Linked DNA regions of Mus musculus: all the other regions are linked to region 2. The links are chromatin contacts, called in public HiChIP or PLAC-seq maps. All regions are on one chromosome and are shown on one strand. Each heading gives the region's core, a stretch centred on a gene start, on an enhancer-like site or on the middle of the called end of the contact. The rest is flanking DNA. Distances are from core to core; before and after follow the strand shown.

Region 1 (4,262 bases), core at 1,185-3,684, 56 kb before region 2:
TGTAGAGAGACCCTGGCTCAGAGAGAGAGAGAGAGAGAGAGAGAGAGAGAGGCAGGCAGGCAGGCAGGCAGGCAGGCAGGCAGGCAGGCAGGAAGGAAGATAAGAGGAGATGAGAGACAGAATCTTACCCTGTAAATCATCTGGCCTCAAATTCACTCTGTAGACCAGGCTGGCCTCGAACTCATAGAGATCCACCTGCCTCTGCCTCCCAAGTGCTGGGATTAAGGCAAGTACCACCACACCCAGCTGTTGCTTAATTTTATCTAGTCTCTTACATGTGAGATTGAATTCAGCAGTTTCTGGTCTTTCTGGAGTTACTACACCCCTGCTGGTAAACAGCAAACCCCCTTACCCCAACCCCAACCCCCTCCCCGAACTATCTCACCAGCTCCACTGTTCTTTATAAATCATTTAATTGGCTGAGGAGATGGTTCAGCAGATATTGCTAAAGGTAAGTGGATCTGAGTTCAAATCCCCAGAAAGCAAGTAAAAAGCCTGGCTTGGTCCCTTATGCACTCACAAGGCTTTTACTTGGGTCTCATGGGAGGGTCTCTAGGCTGGCATACCTCAAGTTCAGTGAGACCCTGTCTCTGGGACTAAAGCAGAGAGTGGTAGATCAGGACACCCAGTGTCATCCTACACACACTTGGTTTGTATTTATTTTTGAGACAAGGGTTTCCTATTTAGTCCTGACTGTCCTGTGGCTCACTGTGTAGATGAGCCTGGCCTTGAACTCAGAGATCCACCTGCCTCTGCCTCCCTAGTGCTAGGATCAGAGGCGTGAGCCACACATGATCAGCCACACAATTGTTTGTTTGTGTTTTCATCAGTTAAGCTCAGTTTATGCATGTGTGGGCCCAGCTACTAGGGAAGCCTGAGACGGGTATGCCTGACAGTTTGGGGCTGGGGAGATGGCCCAGCAGTTAAGAGTGCCTGTTGTTCTATCATGAGGACTGGAGTTTGAATCCCAGTATTGGAGGCTCCAAGGGATCCAACACCCTCCCCTTCCCACTACCCAACCTTCCCCTGACACATGAAATTTTTCAAAAAGAGCTGTGCCCTAAGGAAAAGATGTGGTCACTCTTTGTCCAAGACTTCCCAAGCATTTTTTAGGCATCTTGGTCAGCTCTGACCCATCAGACATCAGAGTCTAGGTAGAGGCAGAGAAGCCGATACTGGGACCAAGGTACCTGCAGTTTCTGAAGGGTGAGAGAGGACTTCCGAGTGGCCGGGCTGAGCTCCATGTTGCTTGGAGCTGGGGTGCTACTGACATCTGAGAGACTTGTCAGAAAAGTGAGCGGAGCCTGTGTAGGCAGAGGATGAGAGAGAGCCAGCCGAAACAGGGATTCCCAGAGACTCCCACACCCTGTCATTTCACTTGTGACTAGGATCGACGGAAGTCCTGTGGTGAGATGGAAGGTACAGCTGAGACCGTCTCCTACAGTCATCTCACTGACTGTAGTCAAACCTAAAAATGTCTTTAAAAGTGACATTTTTTAGAGAATAACATTTTATGTGTTCTTTGACGATATCATACATGTGTATGCAGCGAGCGTGTCTTCATCATATGCATGCCCAGTCCACCAATCCCCCAGACACCAAAATGTCAGCTCCCACTTTTGTGTCCTTTACCCCTTCTTTCCCCCCTCGTCCCCCATTATCCAACTAGCACTGCTGCAGGTACATAGGCGGGGCCAGCCACTGGAGCAACGTTTCACCCTCTGGTCTTATCAAACACCAAGAGAAGACTGTTGGGAAAGAGGCATTGGGAGACAATAACTAGCTCTCAGAATGGCGGATGGCACATGCGGTATCTGTTGAGGGTGGAAGGGGCTGACTACAGCCCGAGGCTTTCTGGAAGCTGAGTCAGTACAGAAGTGGGCATCAGTGTCAGGCACTGGCTTGCTGGTCATCACTGTAGTCACAGGATGGGAACACAGAGCCACTACGGGCTTCTAGGTCCCTTTTGCTGCTCGAGCACTGGGACTCTGAGGGACATCCGTCCTGGGATTGACAGGACAGTGCCTAGGACCCATTGTAGAGACATCCCAAACAGCCTTTATCTTCTTAATCCCCACCCAAAAGAGAAATGTGTTGTCAACAAGCATTTGACCTACCTTCTCACCGATCCCGCTAGGGGGAGCCAGCGAGCGGAAGGAACCAGACAATGGCCTCTTCCCCATGCTCCTTGATAGAGCAGCTGGGCAGTATTTGTGCCATAGCACGAATAACTAAGAGTAGTAAAAGAACTATTCTGCCTATTGTTCGTGTGAGATTGCTCTAAGAACAGCTTCTTTTGAAAAATCTCCCTCTAATTATGATACAAAGGTTTTGCTGGTGTTATTTCGGTTTTTGAGACAGTCTTGTGTAGCCCAGGCTGGCCTCAGATTCTCTGTGTAGCTGCAGAGCACCTTGAACCTCTGATTCCCCTGCCTCTGCCCCCTAAAGGCTGGAATTATAGGTGCATGCCACCAACTCAGGCTATGCAGAGCTGAGACTCAAACCCAGGGACACGATCATGCTAGCTGAACACTAGCAAAAGGCACCGTGTGCAGCCCCAAGAAATTGGTTTGGTTTGGTTTGATTTTTAGCTTCCAATGCATTTTATTTTCTTTTATTATTTAGAAAACCAAAGGATTTCTGTTTTATAAGTGCAAAGTAATAAATTCAGCTTTTGAGAGAAAAGAGTGTGAGGCCCTAAATAAAGACTTACGTCTGCTTCAAATAGGCAGTAATGTGGTAGGTAGCTCCTGGTAGTTAACCACATGTAAGAATAACACACACTATGCACTAACACACTGTGGCTCAGCAGTAGTAGCCTGAAGATAGATGGTACAGAAAGGACACAGCATTAGTAAGAAGGACAAAGAGCATTGTCTGCCCATGAAAATGATGCTATACATTTTTCCTCATAGGTTCTGAAATTTATTTTAGTTTATAATCTCTCCCCCACCAAAGAGCGGTTAGACTGTGTCGATCTGTGTGACTCGTGTAGGTAAGGCCACTTATCCCTGTCCCAATAGCAACACTGACGGTCACATGAGTGCCACCCTGCATTGCTACTTTGTATAACTGTTCCTAGATTTTTGAGCCCAGGACATTAACCAAGCTATCCAAGGCACCATGCTATCAAATTGTTTAGCAAGCTTACAAGGGACTTTGATTGGTAAGTTATGCAGTAAGGACTTCCAGCAGAGGCCACATCTCTTGCTTCCTAAATTAGATTATCCACAACACTGTGGTAGCCCCCAGTTCAACTAAAACGTGTTTATGGGATGACTTAGTGAGAAGAGGTGTCTGCCACTAAACCGGAGAAGGATGGGTCTCCTGGGATCCATGTATCAGAAGTTGAGAACTGGCTTCTGTAGGCTGTGCTCTGACCTCACATGCACCGTGGCGCATGCCTACCCATGCAAATACAAGTGCACACAGGGACATACACACAAAATTAAACCACCAAGCATTTGTTGGTTACGTACTGTGACCCTGGCACTTGCCAAGACATAGAATTTCTCTGGCCTTTGTCCTAAGGAAGAAAGCAAAGCTGGCCCTTCTCCTGGAGGAAGGCAGGGCAGCCACCAATGAAGAAGGAAAGAAAGAAGCGATGTAGAGGAGACAAGACCTTTTATTTATTTATTTAATCACTTAGAAAATACAGACAACACTATTGTTACTCATGTAGCCCAAATTAATTCTTTTCTTTTCTTTCTTTCTACCCCTATCCCCCCAACTTTGGTTTTCACGATGAGGTTTCTCTGTGTAATAGCCTTGGCTGTCCTAGAACTATGTAGACCAGGCTGGCCTCACAGAGATCCTCCTGCCTCTGCCTCCCAAGTGCTGGAAATAAAGGCGTGCACCACGACGCCTGGCTGGCCCAAATTAATTCCTAAGAACATAGAGATTTAGCTCAGAGGTAGAGTGTTTAGCATGTACTAGCATATAAGGCCCTGGGCCCTTGGTTCACTCCCAGCACTGCAAATAATAATGATAATAATAATAATTTTTTAAAGCTAATTTTAACTGACAATTTTATTGTGTTGTATTTTAAAGACAGGATCTCCCTATATAACCCTGGCTGTCCTGAATAGACCGGGTTGGCATCACACTTACAGAGATCAGAGATGTGCCTGCCTCTGCTTCCCAAGTGCTGAGATCAAAGGTGTGCGAGACCATATCCAGTTGTAAGATTTTCTTGGTAGAGAAGTGAGTTGGGCCTCCTGCAATTCCAGCACTTGAGAAGCAGACACAGCAACCACAGTGAA
Region 2 (4,421 bases), core at 598-3,097:
GACTGCAATGTAAAACAGTTGCTTAAGGGGGTGGGTGGTCCCAGGTTTCATATGTGGGGAGGGGGGCAGTTTGTAGTCTCCCTGGTTGTCCTGGGACTAACTATATACACCAGACTGCCTTGAACGCACAGAAATCCACTTGCCTCTATCTCCCAGAATACTAGAGTTAAAGACACGGGTGCTCCCCCCCCACACACACACCTCCATCTCATATGTTTTAAGGAGTAGTATTAAGTAACCCTTAGTAGTTTCGCAACAGTGCCGAGGTTTACAGCATCAGGAGGCCCCTGACTTGTCAAGGATCATTATTCTGCAGTTGAGGAACCCAACCCTTCAGAATCCCAACCTGGCTGCCTTAGACTTCCTACTATGATTACAAAGTCTCAGTAGCTACCTGGGAGAGGGTCTGTTTTTGCAACAAGAGATATGATGTTGGCAAACCACCTAAGAACCATCACATATAAATGCCTCAATGAGAAAACAGATTTTTTTCCCCCTAGATAAATTGGTTATCATACAGAAAACGCCTCAAAGGCAACAGGTTTTACTCCCACAATACTTAGCATCTGTGCAATGCTCAAAAGAATTCCTAGATATAACGGAGGTTTTGTTGTTGTTGTTGTTGTTGTTGTTGTTAAATTGGGGTGTTTGAGGTTTGTTTGGTTGAGACAGGGTTTCTCTGTGTATTCTGTCTATCCAGGAGAGCCCTGTCTATCCTGGAACTAATTAGACCACGCTGATCTCAAACACAGAGATCCTGGTCTCTGTGAGAGTGCTGAGATTTAAGAAGTGTTCCCCCAGGCCCGACTTATAACGGAATTTTCTATGCTTGAAAAATTTCTGAGTTTCTTCCGGTTATACCCCACCACCACCACCACCCAGATTCCCAGCCCAAAACTCTCACTCAAGCAATGGGGGTGGGAGTGGGGGGGTGACCGCCCCCTACACCTCTGTCACTCAAAGTGTGGTCGGTCCACAGACTCATTGCATGTGCGTTATAGGGGAGCTTATCAAATCAGAACGTGCTTTTTTGAAAAACAAGAAGTCCCAGGTAAACCTGATGTACATTAGAGGTGGAGGAACAATGCCTCAGAAGTTTGATAGATACAAACACACTTTCCCACGCCATGGGGCGCACCGCACACTCCTGCCCAGACCCAGGGTGAGGTCCCGACACCTGCCAAGAAGGAGCGGCACTCCGCTGAGACAGCGTCCCCGCCCCACCGGCTCACCTTGATGCGCTCTCCATCAATATCCACGGCTCGCTCTCGGAAGTCCACCCCGATCGTGGCCTCGGTGCGGTCGGGGAAGCGGCCGGCGCAGAAGCGGTAAGTCAGGCACGTCTTGCCCACGTTCGAGTCGCCGATCACTATGATCTTGAAGATGCGGGAGCGGGCGGGAGGCAAACACCCAGACGCCCCTGACACCGCACAGCTGGACGAGAAGCTGACCTCCAGCGACGACTCCATCTCCGAAGTCATCCTCCCGCCCCGCCCCGAGCTGAGCCGGAGCACAGAAGCCGCGGGAATGACGCCACGCCAGCGACAGCGCTCCCTAGCAGTGACAAACGACGCCCAACTCCCCACAGCCCGCGGGCACCGCGGCGCGCGTGCGCGAGCAGCCCCTGCCCACCCAGGTGTGGCGCCCCGCTAAGGCCCCGGCGCACGCGCAGTAGGCCTCCGCCAGTCGGTGCGGTGTACCTGGAAAGATGCGTCGGCGCTCCCTGGCTGGACTGCGGCTCAGAAGGTCCGCCCGAGGGACCTCTATGTGCCGCGCTCCAGCCTTCTGACCGCCTCGCCACGTCCGAGGTTCCCGAGCTCTGGAGGAAGCTGCGCAGCCCCCGGGGGCGGGGAGAGAGAGAGAGACAGCGGAGAGGAAGGAGGCGCGGCCCGGCTGTGGTCTCGCGAGAGGCGGCGGCGCAGTGGCGTCGTGGCCGCCTGGTCGCAGCCGGGGTTGGGGCTTGGAGTTGGGCTCTGAGCATCCCCTGTGCTCACCGCTTCCTCCGGGCCTCCGTGGAGCGGGGCGGAACGGCGTGGGCAGGAGGGTGAGAGGCTACTCAGCTCCTGAACCTGATCTTGGCCGTAGAGACTCTCCTCTACCTCTGCCTTCCCGGTGCTGCAATGAAAAGTGTACACTACCACGACCCGCTCAGTTTGTTTTGTAAAAGAGACAAATTGTTTTCGGCTGGTTTGAGCAACACAAGTCTTAAATCTCTGTGATTCTCTTCAACTCCATAGAGTTCCAGGACAGCCAGGTCTCCTTGAGGCAGGATCTCTCAGTCAAACCCAGAGCTCATTCCATAGAGCTAGTCTTGGTAGCTAACTTGCTCTGGGGATTCTGTCTCCATCTTCCAAGGTAGGAATTACAGGAGGTCTTCCATGCCTGCTCAGCATTGCCTTGGGTTCTGGGGATCCAAATTTAGAACCATCTCCTTATTCCCTTCTTTCCTATCCAGCCCCCCCCCCCCAGGATTTTCATATTGTAGCTAAAGCTGGCCTAGAACCTCACTGTGTATCCAGGCTGGCTCTGATTTTTGTGGGAATCCTGTCTTAGTCTCCTGAATACTAGGGTTACAGGTGTGAGACTATGCCTGGCTGAATGTTACCATTGGTTTAAAATTAAAAATAAGTACCACTTAAGCTGAATGTAATACCACATGCCTATAATCCCAGTACTGAGAAGGCTGGAACAGTATGTTAGTGGTTACATGGAGACGTTTTGGAGTCAACTCTGAAGGATCTGACATGTTAACTTTGTAAGTCAACAAGTTCCAGTGCCAGTTGATGAACTGTCAATGAAACTCCTAGGTGAGAAAGAAAAGGCACCTTCTCAGAGAGGCAGAGTATACCCCATTCCCCAAGTGATGCCATGAGGCCAAGGTGATGTCTGTCCGATGTAAGTGGTAGCATTACAGGAAATGCTCTGCAGGAAACGGGTATTTCATAAATGGTCTCTGAATCTGTCCAGCTTCATCCAGAAGAGTGATGGTGCCTTTTCTCATCCTGGAGACCAAACAAGACTCCCCCTAGAACAAGAAGAAAAAAATATTTTTTATCACGCAAAAAACGATTGCTATACAAATATCCCTAGAAAAGAGCCCAGGAAGAAAGCTGTTGATCACTTTGCCTGAATTTACAGACATGAGACAAATGAGAATTAACCTCCATTAAATGGTTAATAGTTCATGAGATAATTTCACCATCTGTGTGCAGTGTTGGCAGCATTTTTCCTAGGAGGACTGAGATTTCCCGCATTCTTTGAATGCTTAGTAATTGGGCTTACATCCTGGGCATTTTAAACATTTCATTTTGAGACTTGGGTCCTATTGAAGTTCCATTGAAAATGTAGAACTGCATGATATAATAGTACATGCTGAGGCAGGAGGATAATCATGATTCAAGTTCAGCCTGGCTGCTGCCATGATGATCATGGACTAACCCTCTGAAAATGTAAGCAAGCCCCCAATTAAATGCTTTATTTTCTAAGTTGTCTTGGTCATGGTGTTTCGCTATAGCAATAGAAGAATAACTAAGACAGAGGCCTTCTTTCTCTCCCACTAAGGAAAAATGCTTATATTTAACACAATGAACATTCTTTCACTTGAGTGGAAATGAGTGGACATGGATGCTTGAATAGACTCTCTAAATCTCGTCAGTGCATAGCACTTCTGTAAAGCAACTCTGTGTGCTCTCAGGAAACACCTGGCCCTTGGGCTTTTTCTGCCTCCATGGGAGACCCGAGGCATGAAGAAGTGATACAAGGAACTGTACTGTTTATAAACATTTTGGTGTTGCACTGTGGGACATTGTGGTTGGGCCCTGGTTACTCCTTCCAGAAATAAGACTCAGACTCAAAATATATCTGCAAATATCTTGGCCATATAGCTAGGTTCTTCTCTGATTAGATATAAATTAAAATATCCCGTTTATTCTAGCCTACATTCTGCCATGTGGCTGGTTACCTGTGCTCAGGTACCATGAGTTCATCCCGTCGTATCTTTCTGGCAAATCTTCCCACCTCCTTCTCTCCCAGAATTCTTTCTCCCAACTCTTAGTTCCTGCCTAAGCTGATAGTTTGTCAGCCAGGAAAGGTGGCACATAGCCATGATCCCGGGTCCGCAGAAGGATAAGGCAGGAGGATCTCAAGTTCAAAGTCAACCTGCTGAATGTAGCAGGAGCAGAGGCAGGGTGACTGCTGTGAGTTCAAGGCCAGCCTGGTTTATATACTGAGGTCCAGGACAGCCAGGACTACATAAAGATTCTCTCTCAAACAAGCAGTATACCTATTATGTCCTTATAATGCCAAATAAAAAATAAATATGTATATGTTAAAAAAAAAAAAGAAAACTCAGTGGTAAGCCATTTACCTAACAAGGCCCTGCATTGATCCCCAGTACCCTTAAAATCTCAACAATTCTCTTA
Region 3 (3,862 bases), core at 393-2,892, 34 kb before region 2:
TGGAGAGAGGAGACAGGTAGAGAGCGGTTTGATATTCTGTGGTCAGTTGCATCTTGGTCTTCACAACTTTCAGGAGTGCTTTATCTGGGGCTGCGACACAGCTTTTCCATCAAGAGCCCCAGGTGGAGAACTCAGCCCTCAGTTGTGATAGCCACCCCTGGGCTCTTTCACAAGCTTCCTGACATACCTACCGTCAGGCTCTGCACCCAGGTGACGATGCTGCCCGGGAGTGCTAGTCACATCCCTGTTTGAAAGCTTAAGGAGCGAGTTCCCTCGGGAGAAACGTCCTCTGGACTTTCGAGGAGCCTCCTGCAAAGAGGACTGAATAGTTTTCAGACTGCAAGTCAGCAGGATAGGATGGCTTCTATTCTGTAGAAAGACACCATTCAGTAAACTCTGACAGGAGGCTGAGTCTGTGGGTTCAGATTCTGAGAGGAGCTTTTCTGTAAATGTGCCCAAAGAGAGTTGGCTGCTTTGGGGAGAACAATGGCTGAACTTCAGTGACCAGATGAGAAGGAGGACGGAGGACGAGAGAACAGGTTCCACCTCCAATCGCCCAGGCTCACAGGATTTCACACCTGGGGATGGAACCTTAGCCTCAGTTGCTGTAGGGGCTCAACCTCTATCCTAAAGGGCTACTCTAGCAATCTCATCCAAATGGGACTCAAAAACAATTTGGGGGGGCTTAAGGGCCAGCAAAAAACGTTTAGCAGGTAAAGGTGCTGTTGGCAAGCCGATGGCCTGAGTTAAGCCTTAGGACATATATAGTAGGAGAGAAACAACTCCTGAAGGCTAGCCTCTGACCACACCCAGCATGGCACGCACCCGCCCCTCCACACACACACACACACACACACATGTGGCTGGGAAACCGATCTACTTTTCCCATCCCACAGTGGAGGAAGACACACTGGACTTCAAACCCAGCAGCAATGTGTCGGTGACCCTTAGACACAGGAAGCAGACCCTCAGAGCCGAGCCTCCCTGTCTCCCCTCGCCCTGGGTTCCTGGTGCCTTTCAGCTCCTTTTCTTCTGCTGTGTGAGAAGCCTGGGTGTGTGTGTGCAGAATGGCAGCCCAGCCGATTGCTCCACCTCTTTCCTTATGTCTTAAGTTCCTCTTCTCTCTTGCTGGACTCTGTGCCTTTCCCTGACTGTGACCCATTCCAGTCACTGCCCCTGCCTCCGCCTTCTCTATCCCTCTCCCTCCCTCTTCCTTTCCCTCCCTCTTCCTTTTACTCCCTCTTCCTCCCTCTTCTTCTCCCTCTCCCTCCCCTCCCCCTTCCCTTGCTTTCCCTTCCCCCTCCCTCCCCTTCCCCCTCCCCTTCTCTCTTCCTCTCTCCAAGTTACCAAGCATAGGTAACTTGCTTAGTCATAGGTTGCAACTGTTAAAGAGGCCAGAACCTCACTGTGGAGAAGAGAAGCAGACAGCATAGGCGCTGCATAGAGAATTAGCTGCTGAGGGAGGTTGGGGTTTGCTCCTTGCTTGAACCAAAACAGAAAAGCCTCCGAATGTGCCTTCTACTGTAGAAGGACATAGGAAGCGGGCAAGTCTGGTCTTCTCTCAGGATCATAATCACAAACAGCCATGATTGAGATTCTGTGTGGTAGAGAAGAAAAAGAACTGTGCGCTGTCTTCCTGACAGCTGGCGCTTGTGGGCTTACCTGCCTGACGTCAGCACGGGTCTCGAGAGGCCTCATTCAGAGCTGTCTCAGTCCAACCCTGCATGACTTGACCCATCTTTAGCATCTTTCCTATGCTGAACTATTATTGCCTTGTGTTAGAGTTAGGAGTTAGGACTAGGAACTAATCCATGGAGCACGTCCCCCCTAACTGGGGCATACGCTGGAACTAACAGAAGCAAAAGAAAGAACTGAAATTAGGACACAAAAGAATGATAAGGTTACAGAGTAACAGGCGGAAGACTTGAGTTTCTTAGTACAGATTCTTATTTTAATCCTCTCAATCCCTGACCTCTCCAGCAACTAAAAAGGAAACCTTTTTTTTTTTTTTGTCAAGGCCTCTTTGAACCTGACTGGGACTAGAGTTCAGCCTCATTCCCCTTTGGGGTTCATCAGTCTTGAAAAACTGTTTCCTTATCACCAACCCTCACACACACACACACACCCACACACCAACAAGGCCATGTAATCATTTACAACATTTAATTGTGACAATTAAAGTTGCGTTGAGCAGCAAATACAGCTCAAAGTCCAACATCTGCCTAGCAGCTAGAGGCCCTGGCTTACGTCCCTAGTACTGGGAGTGGAAGGGTCAATTGTGAACACTGAAATAAAAGGTTGTCTTCGTGAGACAGTATGTGACACTTTTATTAATTTTACTTAATTGGTTTAAGAAAAAAAATCTAAATTTCTCACTGCAAAAATGCACTTCTACATTTTCCAAGAAGGTCAAGAGTTCTAGGCTTTGGTTATTCTCAAACAGCCACCTCAAATTCTGTCTTCAAAGTAGAGATTTAGAATCCAGACATCTTTTATTTTAGACAAACAAGCAAAACTATGTTGCAAGATGGAGAGTCGCAATGTTTCTTTGCTGCAGATCAAAGGTTCACAAATATCTTCAATTTCCAGGTACAGGGAGGTACCTTGATAGATTCCCGCCCTGAGGCTTGCATTGCTGCAGCGGGGCAGCGGGGCTTGGATTGCTTTCCCTTCTAAAATTTTAAGCTTTGGTGTCAGTGTTTTTTGGGTTTTAGTTTTGGAGGGTTGTTTTTGGTTTTGGTTTGGTTTTGCCGGGGTTGGGGAGGGGAGGGGAGGGGTGGTGATTTTTGTTTTCAAAAAGACTCAATTTTGTAAGTTTTATTTTGCCAAACATGTGCATACATATTCAAAGCAATGAAACTATTTCAAGCCATAAAGCCGCAGGGGTGGAGCCCTTTCCACAAATTTTAATGTGTTTGTATGTAAATAGCTGTTTGTATGAAATATTTTCATGGTAGAATGAATATATTTAAATGAAGTTGAATTATTCCAGTGCTATTTAAACACAGGACAAAAATTTTTGGTGAGAATTATCTGAGTCTATTGAGATATAATGCAGATCAATTTTCATTTTTAGAAATCAAAAAGCCTACAAACCGCTCTGACTGATGACCACCTCCTGGTGGGGTGGCGTCCGATGTGAGGTAGGCTTCCCCAGTGCCTCAGCCGCTTTCTGGTGGTAAGTTCGGTGCTAAAGGAGACGTGTTTACCTTTTAGTGATTCCCGCAGGCCTCTGAGGGGCCTGAGAGCGAATCGAGGCGTTAGAGACACCGGTGCAGTTATACGAGCACAATTATTTTTGCAGGGCAGCAGAATCAGAAGCCAGACTTGTAAACCTCGGAGCTGGGTTTCCCGGCTACCTTCACTCGCCACCCCTAACTGCCTAGTCACGATGTCAGGGAAGCTACCCTCAGTGGAGTTGGGGTCTGGACCCCGGGGTGGGACTTCACAGAGTTACCAATGCTTTTTGCCTTCTGACCTCCCTCTCCTCGAGGGAGGAGGCGAGCAGCCGCTGGCAGGGGCCATCCTCAGCACAGTCCTTATCCAGTCTCAGCTCTGGAAGACTATGCATCTAAGCACCCGACTTCAGCCAGAGAGGGAGACTTCCGTGGATAATGGAAACCCTTGATTCCTGTCTGTGATTTTACACGCAGTTGTTAAATGTCATTTTAATATGAAGACCATTCATGTACCTAATACCTTCCAACTCTTGAGTTACTGGAAAGAAAAACAAAACAAACAAACAAAAAATCCTTTACAAAATGATATTTCACTTGAGTGCGTTCCCCAACCCACCTTTGGCCCTGGGTTATAACAAAACAATAATCTGACAAATTTCACTGTGTACGCTAGCAATATGAAC

What was found. HiChIP or PLAC-seq counts read pairs in DNA pulled down with a chosen protein or histone mark.
Region 1: a contact with region 2 is called in an H3K4me3 HiChIP or PLAC-seq map of embryonic stem cells, with 35 read pairs. The contact joins the enhancer-like site here to the promoter of Rab33b in region 2. A contact is called at or near these places in 11 of 39 promoter capture datasets (the C10 cell line, HPC-7-derived erythroid cells, cranial neural crest and 8 more), 3 of 15 datasets of contacts at CTCF or cohesin (CD8 T cells, the NIH/3T3 cell line and embryonic stem cells), 53 of 484 Hi-C or Micro-C datasets (the C2C12 cell line, CD4 T cells, CD8 T cells and 43 more), 20 of 115 datasets of contacts at active chromatin or transcription factors (the SCID.adh cell line, bone marrow-derived macrophages, craniofacial prominence and 14 more) and 4 of 9 other capture datasets (adipose tissue, embryonic stem cells, liver and 1 more).
Region 3: an H3K27ac HiChIP or PLAC-seq map of trophoblast stem cells shows a contact between it and region 2, with 20 read pairs. The contact joins the enhancer-like site here to the promoter of Rab33b in region 2. A contact is called at or near these places in 2 of 39 promoter capture datasets (cranial neural crest and trophoblast stem cells), 1 of 15 datasets of contacts at CTCF or cohesin (the NIH/3T3 cell line), 8 of 484 Hi-C or Micro-C datasets (the AML12 cell line, Sertoli cells, brain and 5 more), 10 of 115 datasets of contacts at active chromatin or transcription factors (the SCID.adh cell line, embryonic hindbrain, embryonic stem cells and 4 more) and 2 of 9 other capture datasets (adipose tissue and pancreatic islet).

What each region holds. Positions count from the first base shown.
Region 1 is chr3:51,537,938-51,542,199 of GRCm38.p6, reverse strand. The region is part of intron 3 of Setd7 (SET domain containing (lysine methyltransferase) 7); the gene reads left to right. Among named protein-coding and RNA genes, the nearest start is that of 5031434O11Rik, 20 kb to the left of the region's middle. Within about 2 kb of position 2,434, at least 48 of the 459 cell types and tissues checked have an H3K27ac peak or open chromatin away from gene starts, as enhancers often do. A contact at or near this core is called in CD8 T cells, Th1 cells, bone marrow-derived macrophages and 11 more, where this site is marked.
Region 2 is chr3:51,481,392-51,485,812 of GRCm38.p6, reverse strand. It overlaps Rab33b (RAB33B, member RAS oncogene family), which reads right to left and starts at 1,847. Exons shown (of 2, transcript NM_016858.2): 1 at 1,233-1,847. The coding sequence starts at 1,481.
Region 3 is chr3:51,515,916-51,519,777 of GRCm38.p6, reverse strand. Setd7 (SET domain containing (lysine methyltransferase) 7) reads left to right here. Exons shown (of 8, transcript NM_080793.5): 8 at 1-3,862. Among named protein-coding and RNA genes, the nearest start is that of Gm36008, 6.9 kb to the right of the region's middle. Within about 2 kb of position 1,642, at least 97 of the 459 cell types and tissues checked have an H3K27ac peak or open chromatin away from gene starts, as enhancers often do. A contact at or near this core is called in the SCID.adh cell line, intestinal villus epithelium, myeloid progenitors and 4 more, where this site is marked.